Regions from separate parts of the Sus scrofa genome. Here all the other regions are linked to region 3. Evidence: chromatin contacts called from public Hi-C and HiChIP or PLAC-seq data. All regions are on one chromosome and are shown on one strand. The core of a region is the stretch at or near the end of the contact, and the rest is flanking DNA. Distances in the headings are between cores, read along the strand shown.

Evidence for each region. Hi-C and Micro-C count contacts between places; a contact is called where the count stands out from the background. HiChIP or PLAC-seq counts read pairs in DNA pulled down with a chosen protein or histone mark.
Region 1: an H3K27ac HiChIP or PLAC-seq map of alveolar macrophages shows a contact between it and region 3. The contact joins two enhancer-like sites. A contact is called at or near these places in 6 of 47 Hi-C or Micro-C datasets (embryonic fibroblasts, epiblast stem cells, heart right ventricle and 3 more) and 1 of 2 datasets of contacts at active chromatin or transcription factors (alveolar macrophages).
Region 2: a Hi-C map of alveolar macrophages shows a contact between it and region 3, with 2.0 times the contacts expected there. The contact joins the promoter of ARSK here to the enhancer-like site in region 3. A contact is called at or near these places in 1 of 5 promoter capture datasets (fetal skeletal muscle) and 9 of 47 Hi-C or Micro-C datasets (alveolar macrophages, embryonic fibroblasts, epiblast stem cells and 6 more).

What each region holds. Positions count from the first base shown.
Region 1 is chr2:102,008,379-102,011,686 of Sscrofa11.1, reverse strand. It overlaps FAM81B (protein FAM81B), which reads right to left. Exons shown (of 10, transcript XM_021085152.1): 2 at 1,606-1,719. Among named protein-coding and RNA genes, the nearest start is that of FAM81B, 4.5 kb to the right of the region's middle. Within about 2 kb of position 1,441, at least 25 of the 83 cell types and tissues checked have an H3K27ac peak or open chromatin away from gene starts, as enhancers often do. A contact at or near this core is called in alveolar macrophages, where this site is marked.
Region 2 is chr2:102,162,717-102,166,193 of Sscrofa11.1, reverse strand. ARSK (arylsulfatase K) reads right to left here and starts at 2,105. Exons shown (of 8, transcript XM_003354206.5): 1 at 1,835-2,105; 2 at 152-281. The coding sequence starts at 1,972. TTC37 (tetratricopeptide repeat protein 37) reads left to right here and starts at 2,174. Exons shown (of 43, transcript XM_021084546.1): 1 at 2,174-2,298; 2 at 2,787-2,926.
Region 3 is chr2:101,652,985-101,656,220 of Sscrofa11.1, reverse strand. All of the region lies in intron 2 of MCTP1 (multiple C2 and transmembrane domain-containing protein 1), which reads left to right. Among named protein-coding and RNA genes, the nearest start is that of MCTP1, 270 kb to the left of the region's middle. Within about 2 kb of position 1,375, at least 2 of the 83 cell types and tissues checked have an H3K27ac peak or open chromatin away from gene starts, as enhancers often do. A contact at or near this core is called in alveolar macrophages, where this site is marked.

The sequences.
Region 1 (3,308 bases), core at 192-2,691, 360 kb before region 3:
CACAGGATCCTTAACACACTGAGCGAGGCCACAGATCGAGCCAGCCAGCATCATTCAGGCTCTCAGCCCACTGAGCCACCATGGGAACTCTCATGCTTTTAAGGTAACAAATGTTAAACCTGACAATTGAGGAAAATTTGGAAAAATATAGAAAAGTAGAAGATACAGAAAAAAATTCTCATTTATAATTCTACTATCTAGAGCAAAAGCTGTTAACCTTGTGGCACATTTATTTCCTCTTTCCTGTGCAATTTTTTAAATGTAAATTTTATTTAATGTATTTTAGACTAAATTTTCATAATTTTGCTGAGTATGAGTCAGCTATTTCATCCCTATACCTACACTCTAAAAGTAATTATATCAAAATTGTCTCACAAACAACTTCTTGATTATTATGGGACATTTTACATGTGTTAATTTTCATCAGTTTCATAACAATGCTTTATGGTATAATGGACTATAAAATACTTTCACATGCATGATGTGATTTCATTCTTGAAATAGCCCTGGAAAGTAAGAATCATTACCTTTAACTTATGGATAAAAATCGTTAACTTATATAACTGAAATCCTCCTTTTTTTTTTTTCTTTTTAGGGCCACACCCTCCACATATGGAAGTTCCCAGGCTAGGGGTTGAATTGGAGCTGCAGCTGCTGGCCTACACCACAGCCACAGCAATGCAGAATCCGAGCCACATCTGCCACCTACACCATAGCTCACGGCAAAGCCAGATCCCCCACCCACTGAGCGAGGCCGGGGATTGAACCCACATCTTCATGGATACTAGTCAGATTCATTTCTGCTGTGCCACAACGGGAACTCCCTGAAATCCCTTTTTATTGCAGAAAGAACCTAAGATGATTGTTTTTATGGGTGACGAATCTCAGGATTGGGGAAGCAAGGAACTTGCTTAAGATCATACAGATGATGGTAATAATCAGACTGAGTCCTTCCTCTGTCCTTTTGGCCTCTGTGGCTCATTCAAATGCCATATCTTTGTATGGTAGCCTAATTTGCCTATTTCACGGAAGAGGAAACAGAGCTTAAGTGCCCAAAGTCACATAGCCAACATGTGGCTCAGCTAATAGATACCAAAAATAGTGCTTGACATAGGGCTAACTTCCCGGTGCTCCTCCTGCCACAAGAGGCTGTGCCTGCTGCTCAGGTGTTCGAGAATTACAAAGCAAAGGCTGAAAACACTGCTGCTTTGAATGTTCTTTTTAATTAATGGGGAAGATATCACAAGGACATACCAATAAAAATTCTATTTAGCTATTCTCTTTTTCATATCAGAGATAACATCTACACTTTGCGTTTATCATAGTTCCTTTGAATTTTCACAAAATAAATAATCATCAATTTTTTTGTTAATTTTTAGCCCCACATGTTAAAAGTCAGTCCAGTATTCACAAAATGAGATCCTTTTCCTTCCCAGCTTGAGCTGGCAACAGTCACTTTATCAAAGCAGAACAAACAGGAAATGTGGGAGAGTGAAAAGAAAAACAACACTTCTAGGACTCCTTAGAATTCTCTAAGCAATATTAAGCTCTGAAGAAGTTGAGCAAAATATTCTATTTTTAATACGAATATGTAAAAGTACTTGCTTTCTTTTCTTGGTCACTGGCTGAGCCAGGAAGGGGGCCATCAGGTTCATCTGGCTGTTCCTCAGCAGTCAGGGAGGCACTTTTGTTTACATCTGTATCTAGGCAACCAGAATGCTGAATCAGATCAGGAACTATGGCAAGCGAATTTTTGCAGTGCGGGCAATTTTTAAATATTTTTTAATTGAGGGAAGTTGCTGTACATAACAATGAAGTTTAAGGGGAAGCTTCCGATTTGCTTTTACCCTCCTCCCACCTTAATTCTCTCCCAAGTCCCCAAGACATGTACAGTCAGCTAGAATAGCTTAGGAAATTTGTGGAGAGGCACTCATTTAGATCAAACTGTTCTAAAACAACAGGAAGTGATTTTTCACTCTACTGTGCCTGAGCCATTCAAGGGTCTTCTTTGGGATTTATTACCTTGTTTTTATGTAATAATAAATATATGTAGGATAGCAAAGTATGAGAGATTTAGAGATCTTGAATAATCCATGAGATAAATACCTGAACTCATGATGCTTGACTTCCTGACTTTATTTTTTGTCGATTGGATTTTTTGGATAGGGAGTAGAGATGTTTAAAATTTTCTCTCTCGGAAAGCCAAAGTACTAAGGAAACTTGATCGCATCCTGACTAAAGTCTTCTTGTTCCTGGGGCATCTTCCTGGCATGGCCCAGCAGCATTGTGACTGCAGGAAGGATCTGTGATGTCAATGAGGTTGGCTCTCATACTTTAGGTCTGTGGGTCCCTGGATTAGGAGCTTCAAGTGTTTTCCTTAATGTTCATTTTTGTAAAAACCACTAGGTCCTTCACCTCACTGTCTCACTGGGTGAGGAAATGGTTATTTTTATACCATTTTATACCTTTCCACTGATTTCACCTTCACAGTTTGATTAGAGACCAGTTTCCCTCAAATTAGACAAAGAAAATGAGAGGCTGCCGTACTTCCCATATTCCTCCAAGCATGAGTGAAGGCAGCTAACTCTTCTAGGCCACTAAGTGGAGTATCACAAAGAATGCAGCTAGGGCAGGTGGGTGGGTGAACTTGAGGCTCACAGAAGAAATTTGCTTCATTCGTTTGGCTTGTTTCAAAAAGATTGAATTGTTTCAGCTCTGAAATATTTTCCTGAGTTTTAAAATTATAATTTGCATATTGTTCTAATACTACTTGGCGCTTATATACAGAAATGATGTTTTCGGCTGAGTTACTTTTGAAATTATGGTACTGAGTTTGCCTTTCTCAGAGGATACGCAGGGTGTTCAGGATGCTGAATGACAAATTTTGATCCCACAGGAAAAAGCACTCCTGATTTTGCTTCAAAGTTATGTCTTCTAGTGGTAAGCTAAGCCCTTAAAACTTAGAGGTACAGTATTTCATGCTTTGCAAGCACTCTAAAATGCTCACTACACCACTCTGTCATTTTATAGAGTGCCAAGGGAGACCAGCACACCAGTGTCTGGGAGCGGGTGGCTATGGTTGCGGAGGGTTTTGGTTAGAACTCTGACCCCTCAACCTACTGGCTATTTACTTGGTTTTTTGGGGAAGGTTGGTAGATATCACTTTATTTTATTTTATTTTTTTGTCTTCATTTTTAAAAGCTTTATTGAAGTATAGTTGAGCTGCAATATTGTGATAATTTCTGCTGTACAACAAAGTGGTTCAACCACATATGTATACACACCCACTCTCAGATTCTTTTCCCACA
Region 2 (3,477 bases), core at 856-3,355, 510 kb before region 3:
CGGAAGTTCCTGGGCCAGGGATCGAACCTGAAACACAGCAGTGACCTGAACCATACCACTAGACCACCAGAGAACTCCAGGTATAATCTTTTAAGCTGTGAAAACATTTTCAGTGTGAGGCCACTTCTAGCAATATTAAGCGTATTCATACCTGCACGTGATGGGCAACAGATTGGAGAGTTTGTGTAGGCATTCAGAAAGGAAGTGCCATGTGCTTTCATGAAGTTGATAAAAGGTAGTTTCACTACCTGACTTTCTGGATAAAATGTTAGCCTTCCATCCTGGAATAAAAGAAGAAAAGCATTTCCTGTAATTTTAACCATAAAATTCACAAGCAGCAAAAGACTTCAGGATGAGCCCAAGAATCCTCAAAAGATAAAAACAAGTACAGTGATTGTTATCATTCTCTGGTTCATAATATTGAAAATTCAATGTAGTGTGATACTTCGATCTATTTGAAGATAGTAAATATGTTAAAGGGCTTCCCGGAAAGTTTCTTTAGGGGGATAAAGGACTGATTGAGACAATGTTTATTGATTTATTATGTGCCAGGCACCGTGAAAGATCTAGAGATATGACGGTGAATAAAAACAGAGTCCCTGTCCTCATGAAGCTTACAGTCTAGTGGGGAAGGCAAAAAACATACTCATAAATAAACCAAGAATAATTACAAATTATTGTGATAGGTGTTTTGAAAAAAACCTAAGATACAGAATAAGAAGGGAGACCTACTTTCATAGAGTGAACTGGGGAGGCTTCTTTAGGAAGTGAGACCTAAAGAATGATAAAGATCAGCCATTCAAAATAATTTAAGGGGCATGTAAAGTGTTCTGCAAGACATACATGGGGATAACAATTAGGCAGCTAGATAAATGAGCCTGGATATTAGAAGAGATGTTTGGGTTGGAGATAATGCATAGTGGAATGGAATTGGGAATTAAAGAATTCTTCTTGGAAGGAGCAAAAAAAAAAAAGTCTTTCTTTTTTCTAAGTATCATTGACATTATAATTTTAGACATACGAGCATTGTGTTTCAGCAAGAAAGGATGAAACTGAGGTAATTGTTCATCTTTTGATAAACCTCTTTTAATACAAATATGGGGCTTTCAGAAATATCCCTTTAAAGTTTCTTATCAAAGGAATATTGATAGACTATAAAAGACTGGAGTCCTTTTTTCTTTTTTAAGCTGTGTGTTCCAACTTTGCCTTTAAAGATAAGAAAATTAGACTTTCTATTTCCCCTCCCCCAAAATGTGTCTTTTTGATTATCACATCTTGGTGGTGTGAATTGGTGTCTGATTGTGGTTTTGACTTGCATTTCCCTAATGATTTTATATGTTGATCCTATATCCTATAGCTTTGCTAGACTTATTGGTTCTAAAAGTTTGGTGTGGATTCCCTAGGATTTTCTTTGTACAAGATCGTTACCTATAAATAGAAAACTTCATACTTTATGACGTTGATCACTGACTGGAAAGCTAACAGGCTTTTATGATGATGCAGAAAGTTATTTTCCCCCACAACTGAATCAAGCGGGTGTATGGATGGAAAGTTTACTAGTGGTAAGATAATTTAGTGGGTCGTAGCCAGCAATTAAAACTTTTTTTGTAAAGATGCTAATCGGAGTGCGTTTTATTTACTGTGTTATATGCATATTTATGTGGTGCACGTACTTTGTGTACGGGGCCTCAAAACGTTTCTTACTTTGCATCGGGGTATAAAGCTTGTTTGAAAGTCTCAGATTCTGCTCCCCAAAGCCTGCAGCACAGGAAGGGCTGTGGGCCGGTGGAGGGAGTGTAGCGTGGCACCCCCTCCCCTGCCTCTCGGTACTTACGAAGGAGTCGCTCACGACTAGCACCACGTTAGGCGCATCTGGCCAAGCCTGAACTGCTCCCTGCCTCAGCCCACCTGCCCCAGGAACTGGTGCTGCCAGGGCCGAGGTGGCAACCACCGACACCCACAGCAGCAGCATTTCAGCGCGCTGTTCTGAGAGCGGGGCCGCTGGGTCCGCCCCTGCCTCTGGGAACTCGCTTGGGTGAGGACGAGGGCGGGGATCCCATAGAGCGCAGTTCGGCTTCCTCCAAGCTTCATTGGCAGAACTACAACTCCCATCAGGCTTGGAATGAGCACATGCGCAAAGTAGGTGTTCCCTTATTCCCCCCCAACTCACGTTAAGACCTTTTAATCAAACACTGAGCGAACCGAAATCCAGCTACTTCCAGTCACATGAGCCATGCCTGGGAAGTGCGCCTGCGCTCTGGCTCCACACAGAGCTTCTGTAGGAGAATCATTGCCCAGGTGGGTTTTGGTTGATCTAGCTTTCTGCAGAGTTGGCTACTGTAGGCAATTGAAATGATACCTACAGAGAGAAAGGGACAGGTGCCGAGGCTGCTCTTTTTGCGCGGAGCAATCATGACAGAGTGTTAGGTGAGACCGTGAACGGGGCGATGATGAGGTGGCGGTCACTTAAATTGGATTGGGTGGTTCTTTGTGGGGCCTCTGTCTGGACCGCCTAAGCTACCATATGGCCACTCTGTGGTCCCCTCGAATACCTTCCTCTCAAGCATATTTATAGATTGCCTCATCCTATTTCCCGCTTTGCTCGTACGGTAAGGATTTATTATGCTCCGTTGAAGTGAGGAGCGGGGCCTAGTAAGAAAAGTTTCGGCTCTAGGTGGGGATAAGCTTGGGTGCGCCTTGCCTTCAGAGTGCAAAGGAGGGAAGCTGAACGGGTTTTCGGGGGAAGAAATGTTGGGCTATGTGACGTGTTCGATTAACTGACGTAGGTTCAGAATTCCATTGTTTTGCTGCCGTGGTTTTGAAGAAATCACTGGTCCTTTTGACTCTTGGACTTCTTTGGAGAAATCTGGAAGAAGCAAATTTATGTCCCAGAGCCAAATTCCTGATTTCATTATTACAGTTTCAGGTATGTAATTAGTGTGTCCTGTTTGTCGTTTTAATGTTTTGACAAGAAAAGGAGGAATCGTAGTGTTTATTTACATAAAGTCAACTTTTAATGCTAATATCTGACTTTTTTGCGTAAAATAATTGGAAAAAGGGACAGAAGTTATTTAATACTCACATGACACTTATTATGTGCTGATCATTATACCGAGCATTTATTGAGTACTTAATGTGTGCATGGTACTTGTACATGGAATATTTTGTGTAATCCTCATTTTCACCATTTTTTTTTTTTCAGATAGGAAAACTGAGACTTGGACAGGTTAAATGACTTGTCCAAGGTTACACGGGGAGCCATTCTGAGTAGGAGTTGAATTTGAGTAGTCCATGCCCTAACTTATTGCAGTGGTCTGTCTCTGATTGCAAAATGTCATGGCATTCTAGAGAACTTACTCTCTGTTAGCCAAGTAGCCTTGTTAATAAAGCAGATCTGTGGGAGCATACAAGTATATGTAAAAGGAACTCACATTCTAGGGGAAAAAAGTGAAGTAATAATACAGCCTGAAAGGTAAT
Region 3 (3,236 bases), core at 126-2,625:
CCACAGTGGCTTAGGTTGATGCTGTGGTGCTGGTTCGATTCCTGGCCTGGGAACTTCCCCTTGGTGTGGATGTGGCCAAAAAAAAAAAACAACAACAAATGGGACCTAATTAAATTTAGAGGCTTTTACATGGCAAAGGAAACTGTAAACAAGATGAAAAGATAATCTATGGACTGGGAGAAAATATTTGCAAACAAGGCTATAGAAAAGGGATTAATTTCTAAAATATATAAACAGCTCACACAACTTAATGTCAAAAAAGAATACAACCCAATCAAAAAGTGAGCAGAAAAGACCTAAATAGACATTTTCCCAAAGAAGATACACAGATGGCCAATAGGTACATGAAAATTTGCTCAGCATTGCTAATTATTACAGAAATACAAATTAAAACAGCAGTGAGGTTATCACCTCATACTGGTCATCAAAAAAGTCAAATAATAACTGCTGTATAGAGAAAAGGGAGCCCAGCTACACTGGTTGGTGGGAATAAACTGTTGGAGCTGCTATGGAGAATAATATGGGAGTTCCTTAAAAAACTAAAAATAAAGTTACCATATGATCTAGCAATCCCACTCCTGGTCATATATCTGGACCAAACTCTAATTCAAAAAGATATATGCATCCTAGTGTTCATAGTAGCACTGTGTACAATAGCTAAGACATGGAAGCAACCTAAACGTCCATTGATAGAGGAATCAATAAGGAAGATGTGATGCATGGAATAGAAAATTATTCACCTGTAAGAAGGAATAAAATAATGCCATTTGCAGCAACATGGATGGACCTAGAGATTATCTTAGTAAGTCAAATAGAGAAAATAAAACAGAGAAAGACAAATATCATATGATACTGCTTATATATGGACTCTACAAAAAGATTCAAATGAACTTGTTTACAACACAAATAGACTCACAGACATAGAAAACAAAATTCTGGCTACCAAAAGGGATAGCAGGGGTGGAGAGGAGATAAGTTAGCAGTTTGGGATTAACATATACACACTGCTATATATAAACAGGTAAACAAGAGTGATCTACCATATGGGACAGGGAACTATATTCAATATCTTATAATAACCTATAATAGAAAAGAATCTGAAAAAGACTATATACGTATGTATATATAACTGAATCCCTTTACTGTATACCTGAAACTAATACAGCATTGTAAGTTAACTCTACTTCAATTAAAAATGGTTTAAATTTAAAAAAAAAAAACCCACTACAGGAAGCAAATATGCTTATCAGCCCACTTATCAAAAAAAAAAAAAGTGAAAAGATCCAGAAGTTGCATATGTCACTTCTGCTCACATTACCAGCATGAAGTTGACCTCATGACCATACCCGTTGCTTGTAAAGTAAGAACTTCTCTAACAGAATAATCACAGTCTTGCTAAATTCACAGAGATGCTATTACCAAAAGGAAAAGAGGAAACGGATGTAGGGGTTCAATCTGCCATGGAAGCCAAACTAGGATCAGAAGCTCTCTGTAGTAAAAGATAATAAAAATACACAAAGATGCGTACAAAATCTCCTGGACCAGGAGAGGCTTTGAATACTGACCCTCGGCTGGAGGTCTGGGGCCTGGGTTACCTACAGCAGTGCAGAAGGCAGAGTGAAATGTAGTCCAGGAAGAATCAGGTGACCTGATTTATATTTGACAGAGAGAACTCTGGCAGCATTTGGAGGATAGATTTGAAAGGAAGCAGGAAGACCAAGCAGAAGTCTCTTAGAATACTCTCCATAAGGAATGACGAGGCAGTGGTGGCTGAGATGCTTTCAAGAAATAGTTTAAGAATTAGAATCAGGGAGCTTCAGAACACTTATCAGATGAGGTAGCTGAACAGTGGTTGCATGTGGAGTTTTCATGAGAATTCAAAAGATTTAGGAATCTTTATCAGTTAGGACAGACTGAACTGCTATTGCAGATACACCCCAAATTATTTAATGGCTCAAATGTAATAGAAGTTTATTTCTAACCCATATAATAGTCTAAGGCATGTGCTTCTGGTTGGCAGATAGCTCTCCTCCACACAGTGATTTGGGAAATCAGGCTCCTTACACCTCAAATTACTTTTAATCTGCTGTTTGCCACATTTGGTTCCCTGGCATATATAGCAACAGAAATAATACAGTTGTTGAGTTTATAACAACTCTAAATTGAAAGAAATGAAGCAAAATAAGAACAAACAGATTATAGAAATATCCATGGGGGAAACTTTCTGTGATAAAAGGAGTATGTTCTGATTTTGAGCAGCATTCCATTGGGGTTTCAGAAATTGAAATATTGCTACTCAAGTTCCGCTTATTTTCTACAAATTTAACTTTGTTTTCCTAGGACCTTGATGACAATTTCCTAGCTACACATAATCAGCAAATGATGTTGTGCTCCATTTTTAAAAATTGTATTCATTATTTACACTGAAAGAAGACAGATGTAATAAATTTAGAAATATTTCCTTCAAACGTATCAATATAACTGGTGTTGGTATTTAATACAGTAATTTTTAGTTTCTTGAAAAATGCATTTGCGTGGAATGGCTCATTCATTCTCTGTCAAGGGCATGAAGTGAAATCTTTTCAGACATCCTTGACTCTCCTTAGAGAAATTTGAGAAGTCCCTTCATTTTAAAGGTTAAAAACTTATAGATAAGAGCAGTTAAATGACTTTTCTAAGACCGCATGGCCTATAAGAGGCACAGTTGACTCTGGTTGATATTCTTTCCACCCCAGGACTACTGTCAGCAGTGTCACAGAATCCAGAAAGAAAATTTCAGTCAGTGGAGTTAACAGCCCTCAATGTGACCTACAGATGGAAGGAAGGGGCTGTAGTCTAAGAAAAGGCTACTGAAACCAGTGATTAAAAGTTACTGGTGGGAGTTCCCCTTGTTGCTCAGTCGGCTACAAACCCAACTAGTATCCATGAGGATGTGGTTAGGTCCATCGCCTTGCTCAATGGGTTAAGGATCCTTTGTTGCCATGAGCTGTGATGTAGGCCAGCGGCTGTAGCTGTGATCAAACCCTAGCCAGGGAACTTGCATATGCCGCAAGTTTGGCCTAAAAAGCCAAAAAAAAAAAAAAAAAAAATCACTGGTGACCCTCAAGGCAATAGACTCAGAAAAGTATTAAGATAGCCAGCAGAAAAAAGATTGAGAGTATAGATATCTAGAGTAAAATTTTCTAATATTCTGTTGTTTTTTTTAAAATAGGAAAATTGTACTTAAAATGTTTTCT